2 separate regions of the Cyprinus carpio genome follow, and region 2 is linked to region 1. The links are chromatin contacts, called in public Hi-C maps. All regions are on one chromosome and are shown on one strand. Each heading gives the region's core, a stretch centred on a gene start, on an enhancer-like site or on the middle of the called end of the contact. The rest is flanking DNA. Distances are from core to core; before and after follow the strand shown.

Evidence for each region. A called contact is a pair of places that touch in the nucleus more often than the background predicts.
Region 2: a Hi-C map of skeletal muscle shows a contact between it and region 1, with 2.7 times the contacts expected there. The contact joins the promoter of LOC109098855 here to the enhancer-like site in region 1. A contact is called at or near these places in 3 of 8 Hi-C or Micro-C datasets (liver and skeletal muscle).

What each region holds. Positions count from the first base shown.
Region 1 is chrA25:2,038,022-2,043,175 of ASM1834038v1, reverse strand. No RefSeq gene overlaps it. Among protein-coding and RNA genes, the nearest start is that of LOC109070887, 3.2 kb to the right of the region's middle. Within about 2 kb of position 2,870, at least 1 of the 8 cell types and tissues checked has an H3K27ac peak or open chromatin away from gene starts, as enhancers often do. A contact at or near this core is called in skeletal muscle, where this site is marked.
Region 2 is chrA25:2,079,742-2,084,895 of ASM1834038v1, reverse strand. It overlaps LOC109098855 (calcium and integrin-binding protein 1), which reads right to left and starts at 2,958. Exons shown (of 7, transcript XM_042714996.1): 1 at 2,706-2,958; 2 at 2,538-2,572; 3 at 1,345-1,441; 4 at 1,049-1,202; 5 at 844-962; 6 at 677-765. The coding sequence starts at 2,756.

The DNA.
Region 1 (5,154 bases), core at 1,621-4,120:
GTATATATATATATATATATATATATATATATATATATATATATATATAAGCCTTCTTGGGTATATATATATATATATATATATATATATATATAAAATCTAACACCACACTCTAAAAAATGCTGGGTTAAATGTTTAACTCAGCCTTCTTGGGTAGTTTACTATATTTCACTTATTTTACTATATTTTACTATATAACTAAATTATTATATTTCTTGCTTAAAATTAACCCCAAATAGGTTGGAAATTAACATTTATTATGTTCAATAAATGAACATTTATTAATAAGTTGAATGAATAGTAATTAAATACTTTTTTTTTAAAATTGCTTATTAATAAATGTTCATCCTTTGATTATTGCTGATGCCTCTAGTAATTATGTGTCTGATTTTTAATTTACAACCTATTTTGGGTTCATTTTAAGCCAGCCATAAAGTAATTTTTAAACAATATTTTAGTTAAACTTAACATTTTTTAGAGTGCATCACTGTATAATTCTGCAGTCCTCCAAATGAGTGTTTACCCTTTAAAAAAAAGCAGTGTCAGTAGTAATTAGTAGTAAAGCTACATGGTATTTACATGGTACTCCAAGGTAAAAAAAAAAAAAAAGGAAAAATATATTTCATATTTTCAATCTATATAAATGCATAAATAAAAATCTATATAAATGCATATATATATATATATATATAGCCTAGTTTCAAATGGTGATAATTTCTGCAATAATTATGTTTAAAATTAAAATTTAAATAAACACACACACACACACACACACACACACACACACACACACACACACACACACACACACACACACACACACACACACACACAATATTTTGTTTATTGTTTTGTAACACATTAATTAGATATAAATACCTTAATATCTGGAAAAAAAAAACCTTTTTAAATTTATTTTTTGGTTATTACCATCTTTTAATACTAAGCTCAAAGAAAGTGTTCCAGGATTATTTTCCAGGACTTTTAGGACACAGCTGTCTCTTCTGAGCAGAACAATGTGAATCCCTCTGGATGCGGGCTTATTTCCTTTTCTCTCCACACCAAGACTGCTCCTTTTTCCTTTTCAATCCCGGGACCTCCCCTCACACCTCCTCCCTCCTCCCTCCCTCCTCCTGTCCGCTCCTCGCGTTATACTGCAGCCAATTCCTGAAATTCCAGCCTTCCTCGCGCGCTTCCAGTCACTCAGGCAGCTTTTACCCCCAAAACACTTCACTTTCCCTACTGTTCCTTCAGACAGGTAAGAATGTCATTTATTTACATATGTCATAGTGGTATTTGTTTGTGCAGTTATTTAAAAATCTAAATCTTTCTGTAAAGTAACTTGTACAGCTGTACAGATCTATTCTTCACTCACTGAAGCGGTTATTCTGACACATGATGACGAAATGTGATGTAACAATGGAATATTTGGAATTGTTGGAATTTTTCCGTGAAATCCCGTGTTCTTTTTTTCTGCTCCTGCGGAGTGACTTCCCGCGCAACGCTCGGAAACTTTCTGAGGAACTTTAATCGCGTCATAGTGCTTGTATCGCGATTAAGCTCGTTAATTACTGCGCAAATGATCGCGATAAGAAATTTCAACTTTTTATCGATACTGTAAATAGTAACAAATATCTGCAGGTGTTTTTCTTCACATGAACCAATTTAATACGTTTGGAAAATGTATATAATATAAAAATATATATAATAATACAATGAAAATGCCTGCTTAATTGTGGAAACTATTATCGATTGTCTTGTCCGTCTTGTTTTAAGATAAAAATAACAATCAATTAATAGCATTACCTATGTAAAATAATATTTTTTGAATTATTTGAATTCAGTGTTTATTTATATATTTCTTTAGCAAGACCATTACTATTAAATATTACTGTTATTCATTTCAATTATACAAATTATTTTCTTATTTTAATGTGTAGGTTTTCATTTAACAGTGCTTTTAGTTTTGCAGACTCTTTGTTTACTCCTTCTTACTCTTACGTACAACACCATTCAAATTTTCACACACAATAATCATCAAAAATAATAAAAAATAACAATGTAGAATAATAAAAAAGAAACAAAAACTATGAAATAACACAAATGGAAGTATGGGAATGATGTAGAGAACTATATATATTTGATATCTAGATATTCATGAAGTTCTTCATGGGATGCTTTTAAACACAGTTAATGTTGTTTTTCCTTTAATATTGGAAAAATATTGTGTTATTTAAATAAAGAGCATCAGGGAAACGTTATGTTTTTCTCAGGTAAAGCAAACGAGGAACGTTCGTTTGTAGAATCTAGATTTGTTCTGACATTTTGTCATGCGTCTGGCTGAAATCACTGTGTCTTATTCAAAAACAAACACACACAGCAGGCTGTCTGCACAAACGTGTGTGTGTGTTTGTAAGTGTGTGAATATCTGCTTTCACTTGTGTGTATTGTGTTACTGAGATTAAGAGTTGAGCCTGAGCTAAACACACACAGCAGCTTCTCAAAGTTAATCCTGGATTTCAACAGCCCACATAAAACAAAGAAGGAGACTTTTTATAATTTGTGTAATATCTTCACAGAGCTATTGGATAGTAGTTGTTATATATGTCTTATAATGTATATGTTTATATATTTATACATAAAACTACTATTGTATTGCATTGCTGCAGCGTTAGCCACATTTAACCTTAAAGGCAGTCGTGTTGTTTTAGTGCTATTATCACGTTAACACAACGTCATTAGAGACGCTCTCAACGAGACGCTCACTGTGTGTCAGGAACTCTTGATCAGAGCTGACTGGCCCCGCAGCTACAGCATCACTGTTAAACAATATGAGCTTTAAATTAACGTACGGCACATAGTTAATATCCTGTGTGTGTGTGTGTGTGTGTGTGTGTAAGTTCACTGTGACTCTCAGCTTTACATTCCAGCTCTGATTAAAGTGGATTTGTTGTGTGTTTATGTTTGTTTAATATGCTGTGTGTGTGTTTGTTCTGTATGTGAGTTACACACACATGCGAATGTATATCTGTGTGTGTGTGTGTGTGTGTGTGAGCGTAGGTTTTATATAGTCATTTACTCACCTTGTTTTTACCAAACCTGTATGACTTTCTTTCTTCTGTGGAACACAAAGAAAATATTTTGAAGAACACTTGGAACCGAACAACTCTGGACCCCACTGACTTTCACTGAATAGACAAAAAAAAAAAAAAAAAAAAAAGACAAATATCTTTTGTTTTCCACAGAGTAAAGAGCAATCAATATCATAATTAACATTTTTGGATGAACTATACCTTTAATTTTCTCCAAAACCTTTACTTGTGTATGCAAATATAAATACATATAAACACATGATAAACTAAAGCAATAACCCATGAAGGTTTTTGTGATTTTACCATGATTAAAGGGTTTTCTTAGCCACAAAATAAAAAAAAATCCAGTGTCCAGCTATATTTAACATTTTTTGGAAGGCGCCAGTATTGATAAGTGTCGGATAAAACTATTAAATAAAATACTATTAAATAAAAAAAAAAAAAAGATGTTTAATAAAATAAATAAATAAAATAAAATTAATAAATAAATATTACATGAACTACATAAAAGTGAAAATTAGAAATGTAAGAAAAAAGTTTTCAAAATAAAAAAAGTTAAAATATTAAAACCGAGTATAAAAACGTCAAAAGCATACAACAAAAAATATATAAAAACAGAAAACTTATATGAAAACTGAAAAGATAAAAATAAAAGCTTATTCAAAATATAAGTAAATACTACAATAGTATATAAATAATACTATTTATATAATATTTATAATAGTCACTATTTTTTTTTTTTTTTTGCACGTTATAAATGCATGCAGTGACTCACAAAAAGTATGTAAACGTGTGAAATGGTGCAATATTTTGTTTTTGGACTGCATCAAGCATTAGTTTGGTAATGAAACTCGAGGCCGTTGGGTCCGATCTGTGAGTTTTGTACAGGAAGTGGAGCTCAGAGGAAAATGGCGTGATTGAGTCAGACGCGAGCGTGACGCACTGTTGCTCAGTGTCTCTAATCTTCCTGTACACACACTCACAAACACCACAATTCCCAGAGAAAACTTATATTTGTGTGTAGTACTAATCATTTACAATGATCTCTCCTTGTTTTGCGTTCTTATAAACTCTGTCTGAAGTTAGAAGTATGTGTGTTTTGTTTTGAGGGACCCCTAATCAGGTTCGTTTGAGATGGACCTCTTAAAATAGTCCTGTCTGGCTGCAGGCCGCTTCTCATTGCAGTTACGTGTCTGCAGACACGGTGTCCCTCTGCGTCTCCTCCTAATGTGATTTTGGAACAAGGTGCTTTTTCCAAGCAGGGTTATGGAGTCTGGGGAGTGTTCTGATGATTGGGGGTCGTCTCATTCACACCGTGATGACACCCGTCTGGAACCCTGCCGACAACATCACTGTGCTACAACTCAATATAGCAACATCTGCAATAGCAATGGCTAATCTGGATGACATAAAAATTTTTTTCCATTGAATGGTCCCAGATGATATTAAAGAAATAGTTCACCTAAAAATTAACATTTGCTGAAATTGTACTCACCCTCAGGTCATCCAAAATGCAGATGAGTTTGTTCCTTCATCAGATTTGGAGAAATGTAGCATTGCATCACTTGCTCACCAATAGATGTGAATGGGTGCCGTCAGAATGAGAGTCCAAACAGCTGATAAAAACATCACAAGTAATCCACAGCACTCCAGTCCATCAGTTAACATCTGGAGAAGACAAAAGCTCATGTTTGTAAGAAACAAATCCATCATTAAAAACGTTTTAAACTTCAAACCGTTGCTTCCAACTAAGATACGAGTCCTCTATCCATAATATTGCTTTCTTCAGTCAAAAAGTCATCTTGTCTGAATCAGGAGAGAAATCTGCACAGATCAAACGCTGTTTACAAGCAAAAACAGTCCAAAACAGCTCTAAACAAATATGTGGGTGGATTTTGATGTGAGAGACTGGAGGAAGCGATATTATGGATTATGGATTCATGTTTTAGCCAGAAGCAATGGTTTAAATTTAAAAAAACTTTAATAATGTATATGAAAACATGCATCTTTTGTCTTCTCCAGATGTTAACTGATGTATTGGAGTGCTGTGGATTATTGTGAT
Region 2 (5,154 bases), core at 1,709-4,208, 42 kb before region 1:
ATTTTCCCCTGATTTAAAGTAAAATGTCATTCAGTGTAACAATCTCGTCAGGCATATTTACAACAAAAATCAATTTATGACATATTAAAAGACTAATTACTTTCACCCCAAATACTAATGAGTTGTAATTTTACATTTTTAACATTTGCCACTGTCCTAGGTTTTGCCCATTTGTCAGTAAGAATTTTTTACTAATTTAAAACACAATCAAATTTAGTATGCTCCATTATTCTTTTAGATATTTTAATATGTACACGTCAGAATAAGCATGTTGTTTGAATTTTTGCATAAATATTGTGTTACACTGAATGACAATCTAACATTATTGCAACCAAATCTTGACATTTTATTCTCCAAAAACTTATTTGAAATTTAGACATTTTTACTTACATTTAATGTGCTTTCTATGGACACAAAATCACTTTTGTACATTTCTTTTGATGCGGACATCTTAATGTAACTCAGAGGCTCTTATATATATATATATATATATATATATATATATATATATATATAATATATATATATATATATATATATAATTATATATATATATATATATTATATATATATATAATTTTTTTTTTTCAAATTACAGCTTTATCAGACTGAAGGCAGCTAAATATGTCAACTGTCCAGTTTTTCCCTTTTTAAATAAAAAGCAAAATTCTGTCACCTGACAAAATCTGGAGATCTGGAGATGACATGCTGAAACTCGGAGAGATTGACTGTCCCGTCCTTGTCAATGTCTGACTCCTCCAGGATCTGTACAGTGAGGTTAGTTTACATCAGTGCAGTTACACTGGCTCTGTCATTAATGTGACGTACACCCACCACACTCACATTGCTTATGAGCTGTCTCATCTCCTCCGCAGTCAGACGGGTGTCGTCCGTCTCGCCGGTCAGACAGTTCACCAGCTTCTCCAGGTCTCTAGCATCAAGGGTCCCGTCATCATCGAAGTCTGCAGCATGAGAAGTGTTTATATCGAGTGCTGTTTGCTACTGCTATTGCGTTAAATGTCAGTATTGAGAGCAATTCAACAATTACCAAAGATTCGGAACGCGTAGTGGGACTTGATTTCCAGAGTCGCCGTATCGCTGAAGGCACTCAAGAGGTCGAGGAAATCCTCAAAGTTCAAGCTGCCATCCTTCATGTCAGAGGTCGAGAAGACGTGACATAGCCTTTTCCGGAAGGGGTTAGCCTGTGACAGCCAACAAAAACACCGAATATATACAGCCCAATGGCTAAATCTGGAAGGATTATAAGATACTGTGTTTTGCAAAACGAAAATGAATCATTTAGTTTTTTTGCATTATGACAGCAGTATAGACTTCATCTGTTACCTTCAGTTCAGGAAGTGTGAGGATCTTCTGCATGGACACCCTGGAGCTGTACGGCCCATTTTCTCCGCCCTGGAGTTCAGAGAATATTTTGTGTGCCCTAAACAAACACACTGATGATGAGCACATTTGAATGACATTCAAACATTTTAAGTATTAGTTAGTATACACGTTCAGTAACTGAACTACTGTACATCTGCGTAGTTTAGCTCAACCACAAATCCACTTTACACGGAATGCCATGGTAGAGAAGATGTGCATAAGCAGTAATAAAAAAAAATTAAATTAAAATGAAGTGTTGGTAATTGAAATAAAGCTAAAGTGAGTTATTATTGTTAGATGAAAAACTTAAACGAAAATTAGAAATGTTGTCTAGGTAAATAAGAGAAGTAAAAACTGAAACAAAAATAAAGCTAAATAGAAATATTTAAAATGTTGAACTGCAAATAAAATAAGTTAAAGTACTACAAATACTAAAACTAAAATTTAAAAATAGAACTGAAATAAAAATAAATTAAAGCTAAATAGAAATTTAAATGTTGATTTGCAAATAAAATAGGTTTAAGTTAAAGTACTACAAATACTAAAATAAAATAATGAAATAGAAATAAATTAAAGTTAAATAGAAATATTTAAAATGTTGAATTGCAAATAAAATAAGTTTAAGTTAAAGTTAAAGTACTATAAAAATACTAAAATAAAATAAAATAATGAAACAGAAATAAATTAAAGCTAAATAGAAATATTTAAAATGTTGCATTGCAAATAAAATAAGTTTAAAAGTACTACAAATACTAATATAAAACTAAATTAAAGGCAAATAGAAATATTTAAAATGTTGATTTGTAACAAAATAAGTTTAAGTTAAAGTACTACAAATACTAAAACTGAAATAAAAATAAATTAAAGGCAAATAGAAATATTTAAAATGTTGAATTGCAAATAAAGTAAGTTTAAGTTAAAGTACTACAAATACTAAAACAAAATAATAAAATAAAAATAAAAAACTAATAAAATCGCTAAAGTTCTATCGTTATTCCTCACCTAAACACAAACTAATAAGAAACAAACTAAACTGTACAGTCCATGTTCACAATTATAACTTAAGTACACTGAAAGCAGCCAAACATAACACAGAATATTCTGAACACGGCGTCATGTGTGCATCAGATCAAGTACGTCATGACTGTACTTACAGTAGGATTTCTTGCTTTGTGAGAAATGTGAGCTCCTGCGTAAGCAAAGACGAGTTATACATTATACAAAAACACAACTCCTTGCTATAACTGTTCACCAAATGAACATATATTTCAATACTATTACATATAAATATGTTTTTAAGAACTGACATGAGTCAGTCTCACCTGATACTCTGACAGAAGATCTTTCGGTAATTTGCTCGATGTTCCCCCCATTACCGCCTGCTTTCGTTCAGCACGACTAGCACTTTCACTTTAAACTATAATAAAGTCGAATAATGTTTCTATTGTTTTATAAAAACTAAGGTAAGCGGCCGAAGTTTTAATGTTTTTAGCCAACAGTCTAAACAAACTTTGCTCGAAAGCAACACGCTCTCGCGCTTCCGCTTCCTGCTTGACACGTCAGTCACCGTGGGAACAAACATCCACAATGGGGATTTATTTATTTATTTATTTATTTTAGTTAGTTAGTTAGTTAATTAGGTAGTTAGGCAGTAAGGTAGTTATACAAAGAAATAACGTTTAGGCACAAAAATGTTTACTTCTGTATATTCAAAAGCACAATAAAACAGCTGCGTTTTATGTGAACTAGATATTTGCACTCGTTTATTACCTTAATTAGTCTATTTTTACGTTTTATAACAAAAGGTAGAGAATAATACTGATAATCAACGTGTATTTAATATCTAAATATTTCCTGGAGCATCTTACTCATTGTTATTGTTAGTTATAATGTAACTATGTCACATATAATTATATTATTCTGACCAAATGTTTGGAAGGAAAAGACCTTAAATGATTTATTTGGTATCACGTTGCACTGACTTGGTTCTGCAATTTGCTTATTATTTCAGAAGGTGGCATCATATCACAAAAAAAAAAAAAAAAAAAAAAAAAAAAAAAATCCACTGTCATGTCACTTATTTATGACATAAGTAAACCATTTATTTAGAACTTTAGGCTATTTATTTTAATTTATAACAGCTGCATGTTCACTATCTTCATTTATTGGCAGTGTAATAGGGAATTAATTAAGTTCTTTTAAAGTTCCTATGATATATATATATATATATATCTATATATATATATATATATATATATATATATATATATATAATATAATCTAACTAGCTTTCTAATCTTTTTGTATTCTATCTGTTTTATTTTCATTTATTACACAATTAACAAAAGCAAAAAAAAAAAAAAAAAAAAAAAAAAAAAAAGACCTCTAAAACTAGCTTGCTCTGTTCTTTTTCTATTCTATCTGTTTTCTTTTTATTTAGGCTATTATATTATTTAAAAGCCCTTGCTACGTGTACTGTGTTTAAGCTAACTGAGACTTGTTATAGCACTTGTATATCATTGCTCTTTAGTTGTTTTTGATTGCTTCTATTGTCCTCATTTGTTAGTCGCTTTGCATAAAAGCGTATGCTAAATGACTAAATGTAAATATATATATACAGTTATTACAAATAAAAGCAATAAACACGCCTTCAATGACGCGCATTTAATACATGTGTGTAGTAAGAAAATATAAGGGAATATATAAGTGTATAAAACTAGAGAGTTTAGCCAGTAGTAGTACTGACAGTGTCGTGTAAACAGCTGAAGAACCGAAAACGGAGGAACAGACGAACCGATTCAATTGAGTGAGTCATTTACGCTGGAACCGCTCCGATTGATTCAAACTCGTGACTTCGATCATTCAGTTCAAGCGATTCCCTAAAAAGATCATTTAAAATTCACTTTCGAATTTCGACATCGCTTGTAATGATCTTTAAAAAGCACGTATAGTGATGGGTGAAACGGAGCTTTTCGACACACGAATCAGTTTAACAACTGGGACACAAAATGATTCACTGTTTCGAAGCGCTTCAATCGGATCGGGTATCGCGAATCTTTTGATTCAGATCGGGACTTCGGAGTGGGTTCGTGAATCTTTTTGCGATTTTATATATATATATATATATATATATATATATATATATATATATATATATATATATATATATATATATATATATATATATATAAATCCAAAAGTAATCAGGTAAGCTAATCCAAAGAAAACATCTTCAGAAAATAGTTTGTTTGTATTATTTTAATTTTATTTTTAAATTTAAATTTACATTTTCTTTTCTGGCCAAATAACATTTTCACATACAAACCCTCGATCCGTTTCTCTTCATTGTCAAACGTATCTTCATATGTCAAAGAAACACATAAAGCAGCAGGTATAAAGACAGACCTGATAATCAGTGTCTTTCATTCTCTGTTGCACACTGAAATGTTTATTTATTTAGAAATGTTATTTGATTATACATGCATGTTTTTTTTTTCTTCTCATTCACATGTTGCAAAACTTTGAAATCCTTTATTTATTGCTTAATAACTTATAACTTATCGAACTAAGTTATTAAACTGTTTTTTAAAATGACTTTTTACAAAGTCGCCTACTTTGCTTTATAAATTCAGCTTCGCAGCCAGAGTTAATCAAGCACAAACACTTTACAACAGCAACAAAAGACACTTGTATTTACTGATCACTTTGATCAAATGTAAAGCTGATGCCATTTGTCTGGACCAGAGGAGGGCCACAGTCTGAAAAGACAAA